Linked DNA regions of Mus musculus: region 1 is linked to region 2. The links are chromatin contacts, called in public capture Hi-C maps. All regions are on one chromosome and are shown on one strand. Each heading gives the region's core, a stretch centred on a gene start, on an enhancer-like site or on the middle of the called end of the contact. The rest is flanking DNA. Distances are from core to core; before and after follow the strand shown.

What was found. Capture Hi-C pulls out chosen DNA fragments and counts their contacts.
Region 1: a capture Hi-C map of embryonic stem cells shows a contact between it and region 2, with 4 times the contacts expected there. The contact joins two enhancer-like sites. A contact is called at or near these places in 2 of 115 datasets of contacts at active chromatin or transcription factors (embryonic basal ganglia and embryonic stem cells) and 1 of 9 other capture datasets (embryonic stem cells).

The regions. Positions count from the first base shown.
Region 1 is chr2:73,141,517-73,144,509 of GRCm38.p6, forward strand. It overlaps Ola1 (Obg-like ATPase 1), which reads right to left. Exons shown (of 11, transcript NM_025942.2): 6 at 792-872; 7 at 382-479. Among named protein-coding and RNA genes, the nearest start is that of Ola1, 71 kb to the right of the region's middle. Within about 2 kb of position 1,460, at least 22 of the 459 cell types and tissues checked have an H3K27ac peak or open chromatin away from gene starts, as enhancers often do. A contact at or near this core is called in embryonic stem cells, where this site is marked.
Region 2 is chr2:72,445,381-72,448,080 of GRCm38.p6, forward strand. No RefSeq gene overlaps it. Among named protein-coding and RNA genes, the nearest start is that of Gm39847, 18 kb to the right of the region's middle. Within about 2 kb of position 1,416, at least 28 of the 459 cell types and tissues checked have an H3K27ac peak or open chromatin away from gene starts, as enhancers often do. A contact at or near this core is called in embryonic stem cells, where this site is marked.

The sequences.
Region 1 (2,993 bases), core at 210-2,709, 700 kb after region 2:
AAGGTCACCTGCAGTATTAATGAGGCTACAAGATCTCAGTTTCAAACACTTTATTGCACCAAATACATTTACTCTCATTTTGTAACAAAACTAAACAAAATATTTTAAAAAGTTAAATTTGATAAGCAAATATGTATGATTCAAAATTTCCCAATTTAATTCAGTTTGTAATGTTCTCTTAGTGTAAATCATTTAGGAGACTTACCTTTTAAATGTAACACAAGACAAAACTTTCTAATTTTAACATTTTCTGAGGAAAAGATATTAAAATCAAACACATTATTCACACATACACACATACCTATATGCTTATGTTAGTGATACGTATGTGGGTATATCCAGAGATACGTATGTGGGAGTATCCAGGGAAAAAACACTTACCATTTGTTTTTCTTTCTTATATAGTCTTTTTCAGAAAGATTCACCAAGTAGACCATTGGTTTTGAAGTCAAAAATAAGTGTTTATTCAACACTTCAATCTAGAGTAGGAGACAGAGAAAGAACCCTTTTTAAAAGCTTAGTAAATACGGAGTAAAACATTGAATAATTTGAACATGAAAACTCTTTGAGTAAACATTTTCATTTTTATAATACTTTTGTTTATAAAGGGTTAGATGTTATGAAATATTTAAAGTGGGAGATTGGAAAAGGGAAAAAAAAGCTTAGGAATTTACACCGGCTGACAGAAATAAAAGTAACTATATATTACTAAGTATAAGATACTGAGCAGCCCAATTTGCTCTCTAAGCAATCAGAGCTCAGGCAGTAACAGACACAGTATTTACACGTACCTCTTTGTCATTCCAGTCATGATAGAAGCGAACAGGTTTCTTTTGATCTATAACCCAAGACTTGACTTTGCACATTATGTCCTGCACACAATCAAGAAAAAAGTAAATACAAAATGAGCAGTAAGTGTTGGACACTAAGAGCTAAAAGTTTTAAGTCCTCAAAATAAAGATAACTCTTGTAATGAACAGAAATACATTTTTTGTATCTCAAACGAAAACTGATGAAATACTGATGAAACATTAAATTTTGAGTGTACAAAGTCAGCAAAATTAGTTAACATAACAATATGAAAAACTGCAAGACAACTCAATCACATCAAAGATAAAATTTCAGAGTCAATGTTATCTAGTGATGTTACATGCTAGTATGAAATGGGGCGTATCCTAAAGAGAGACTAAAGTACAGCTTTTCCTTAAAAATATAAACAAAATAACTAATTGAACCTATGACTGACTATTTACTACAAAATATTAAATGAACTGACCCAAACCTTTTTTCTTCTGAATTAATTTTTTTGCCAACCCCTTCTCCCTGTCACTTCTTCACTGCTCCCCCCACCCCAACCTGCCAAAGCCTCCATTACACAATGGCAAGAGCCCTGCACTGGTGACCTCCAACCAGCTGCATTCACTTTCAGAACATCTCTCTCTGCTGGAAATCTAAAGGCCTTTTAGTTAGCAAGCTAGTGTGCATTCAGAAGGAGGAACTGCGGGAAGAGGCTGGCGGGCTTTGTTTCTCTGGCCTTTCTTCACAGAAAGATTAATCATCTGTGAAATGGAAACGCCAAACAGCAAGTGACACAAACTGAGCCCTTCCAGCCTTTCCTCATCAGTTCTGTGGGCCCGAGTCTAAGAGCTGCGTGTGGCCAGGGCTCCTTACAGCCTGGCAGGTGTTAATAAAAGGCTCTCGGGGCTGAAAGGTCAAACCGGGCTCTTCCACAAGAGGCATATTTGAGAATCATCTGGGCCTTCTGTTTTGAGGACATTTTTTTGTTTTGTTTTTGTAAAGATAATTTATGGACCTGCTTTAAATATTCATTTCTTAAAATTTGTTGCAACACAATTATTAGTAATAGATTTCCTGAGAGTATTTTTATATTACTATGACCAGTTATTGTGTTGTAAATGTCCATTTGTATAAATTATCTCTATATTTAGTATACCTTCTTTGCAAATCTTACTGTTACCAACAAGAAAAATAAAGAAAAGGCCCTATATCCTTCGATCCTGATTTGAAGTCCCCCAGGGAAAGGACTTCCCATGGATTTTAACAAGGAAGGGGCAAGACGAAAACTTTTAATGAAATTGAACATGTTCTGCTTAAGAATAATCACTTTTACTCTTCTATAACTGAATTTCACTCATAAATGTTTAAAAGTGGCTAATGTAACACCATTTCCTACAAGGAGAAGATCAAAGTGCTATATTACAAATGCATTATGATTAAAAAAGCCCTGTGCAGCCTTGCTATTAACTGTTCTTTAAACCCTAAAAGGCTTCCCATAGATCTCACTTGGCACTGCATATACAACCTTTGACAAGTAATGTAGACCATTTTTATTCATTGCCTAAAATTGTAGGCAATTATGTGCGTCACACTGGCCACCTGCAAATCCTGAATGCCTGCTGCAGTTGTCAGTGCAAAAAAACTAATGTCGGAGGGGATTAATCTAGGGGGAGAGAGTCCTCTTTAATGGCTCCAGCAGGTGAAATGGCCCAGCTGGTTACTATGATGAGTGGCCAGAACAGCTTATGTAGAGACATGCAACAAGATTATACAAAAGAAGGAAACAGAGGTACCATCTTATACTTCCTTCCATTCATCCTTTTCATTAAAAAAAGAAAGTAGACAAAAGAAAGCCAATTCAAAATAAGAAAGGGAATTAAATTTTAATCATATAAAAAGTATAAAATACTTTTGTGACAATAAACATTTTCACAAAGCCACAGGGCCTCAATGAGTGCTGATCACTAGTGAAGGAATTTCAGGTTCTCTTCATTTAAAAGTAACTCAATCTTGCCTCAAGCACAGAGGCTGTATCACAGAGGTATTCTGGCATCCGTTTTGGTGTTTTTTCTTTCACACTATAAACTAGGAACCAAGTCCACTGCAGTCCACCAACAGTGTTCTCCTCAGAAGCTACTGTTGTATTAGATTACTGAACGATGCCAGTTTTAGCTGAGACAAACCAGAAGTAGGTT
Region 2 (2,700 bases), core at 166-2,665:
CCAGGACCAAGGCAACTCTTAAAAAGGACACTTCATTGGGGCTGGTTTACAGCTTCAGAGGTTCAGCCCATTATCATCATGGCAGGAAGTAAGGCAGCATCCAAGCAGGGATGGTGTTGGAGGAGCTGAAAGTTCTACAGCAAGTCAAACAGAAGACTGGCTGTCACATGGCTAGAGGGAGGGTTTCAAAGCCCACCCCCACAGTGACATACTTCCTTCAACAAGGCCATACCTACTCCAACAAGGCCACACCTCCGGATAGTGCCACTCTCTAAGCCAAACACATACAAACCACCATACTGGGCCTTGTTGGTTTTTTCTTTTTAAGATTTATTTATTTTTATTTTATACATATGGATGTTTTGCTGTCACTCAAATACACACAGTCAGACAGACACACACCATACGCACCATACACACACACACATACATGATTAATATAAAAATGGTAAATGTTACATACATAGAAAATTAATTAGCTAAAAAAATTTTACTCTGTGTTTGTATTGCCAAAAATCACTTCTCAATACTTATATAGCTGGTCTAATTGTTTATCTATAAATACAGAATCAAAATATCCTGGGGTCTTCTGAGAGTGGTCAAAATATCCAGTAGTTCAACATACCAAGGTCAAAACATCCTAGAGTAGCTCAAGGCGCTCCGACTCCACTGCAGCTCTTGCAATGCAGAGTCCTGAGATAGTTACAAGCTTTCCAGGACCCATCTCTATAACGAATCCTTCCTCCTTGACAAGTTAGTACAGGTGTGGTATGCTCTGTAGCTCTGGTTCCAGAAGCTGCTATCAGGAGGCATCATGATCTAGTTGTATGAACTTGTCCAGGATGCAGCATGACTTAATTCTGAGATAACAGAGACTGCACTTCAAGAGCCTTTGAACAATTGCTTGCCATTGTTGACTTGGAGAACTACCTTGAAGCCTGTCTGGCCTGAGGAGAAGAGAGAACAAGACAGGGCCTAGCTCTTCCCATCTACCTGCCTTTTCTGCCTTATGAGGTGACTGGAGTGGCCAAATCAACGGAGAGTTTCCAAACATTCATTGCTCATACCAGTGGCTTCTTTCGCAGTCTCTTGCCTATTGCCTAACCAGTGGCCATGTCTGTCCAAGTCAACACAATAAAAACTGGAGACTTCTCTGACCTTACAGTTCATTCACAATTAAAATGAAGACTAGATGCTGATAACTGGTGTTTCTCTTACTACTGGAGAAGTTCCTTCCCTACCAACAGCTGTGTTTCTCTCAGTTCTGGCTGAGAGAAAAAAAGTGAGCAAAACCTTCACGTGGGCTATCCTCTGCCCAAGTTCACATAAACAACAGGATTAACCAGCAGGGCTCTCCCAAAGTAACAAGGGTATCCACTCGGTCTGCAAAGTACACAGCTGTGGTGGTGATGATCATGTGACCAAACTCGTGAACCTTTTCTGTATCGAGCTTCCTCAGGCCATTGAGCCATGCAAATTAGTCATCCTTTTGTCTGCTGAAACTTTGTACACCCCCAACCTGCTTCCACAGTCAACCTTCAGCCCAGAGCTAAAAATGCTGCTCCCAGTAGGGAATTCCACGATCTCCAGCTGCCACTGTCCTGCCCTGTGCACAGAACTACTTGACTGCTCAGTCATGTTTATCTCTAATGGAATTATCCCCAAGTTTGTCTACATTTGCTTGCTTGCTTGCTTGCTTGCTTGGCCAAGCTATTAGCTGCATGGAGCAGGAACTACATTTGGTTATTATATTATATAGTATATATGTTATATATAATATATCATGTCATATTTCTTATATTACAATACATTACATTATATTATTATATCTTGGTCACCAGTATAGCTTTTAAGTGGTACTCAACTTATTTATTAATGAATGGGACAGCTAATTAATCAGACTACCAAGCCTTCAGATCTTCAAATTCTTCTTCAGTTGCACACTCATTGTCATTAATAGGCACCTCCAAACCAAAAAAAATAGATCTAGTGTTAAAATAGTTACCTTTCTGAGATTGTCTGTCTATCTCTTGTGAGCTTGCAATGAGAGTCGGTCCCTGAGCACAACTCCAAGAAGAGACACCAGTTATGTTCTGAAGCCAATTCTGGGTATCCTGAGACCCTTCTAGGGAATGGCCAGCCTGGTTTTCCCAGGATGCCTCTCCTTGCCTTGTAGGAAATTGGATTCATTTTCCATTTTGAGTTTGTACACTTAGCACAGGACTCTGAATGCAGACCTTCCGTTACTGCCTGTCACAGGAATAACAAAGAAGAGATGCAGGGTGAATTGGTGCACAGAGCTGTGCACAAAATGTGCCCCACAGTCACCTCCCCTCCCCCCTCCCCCATCCCCCAGGCCCTAAGCCCTCTCACTAATGGCCTCACCATGTCCATTCAGGCTGAGGATGGGCGCAAGACAATTCAAGATGCGTCAGCTGGCTGTGGCTGTTTATCAAGATGTCCAAACTGGCTCCTTTGCTACGTGTAGGCGATTTAATTTCGAGCCTAATTTTAATCTGCACTACACTGTATGTCTGCATCTGCTGTGTTAAAGCCATCATTAGCATTTAAAGGGAAAACTGATGGTATTGATCACTCTTATTAAAACCAAGCAACGGAACAGCCGAGCGACTGAGCAGGCTCTCCAGCCACTGCAGGCCCAGCCAAAGTTGATGTTCTCAGAACATCAACACAGATGGA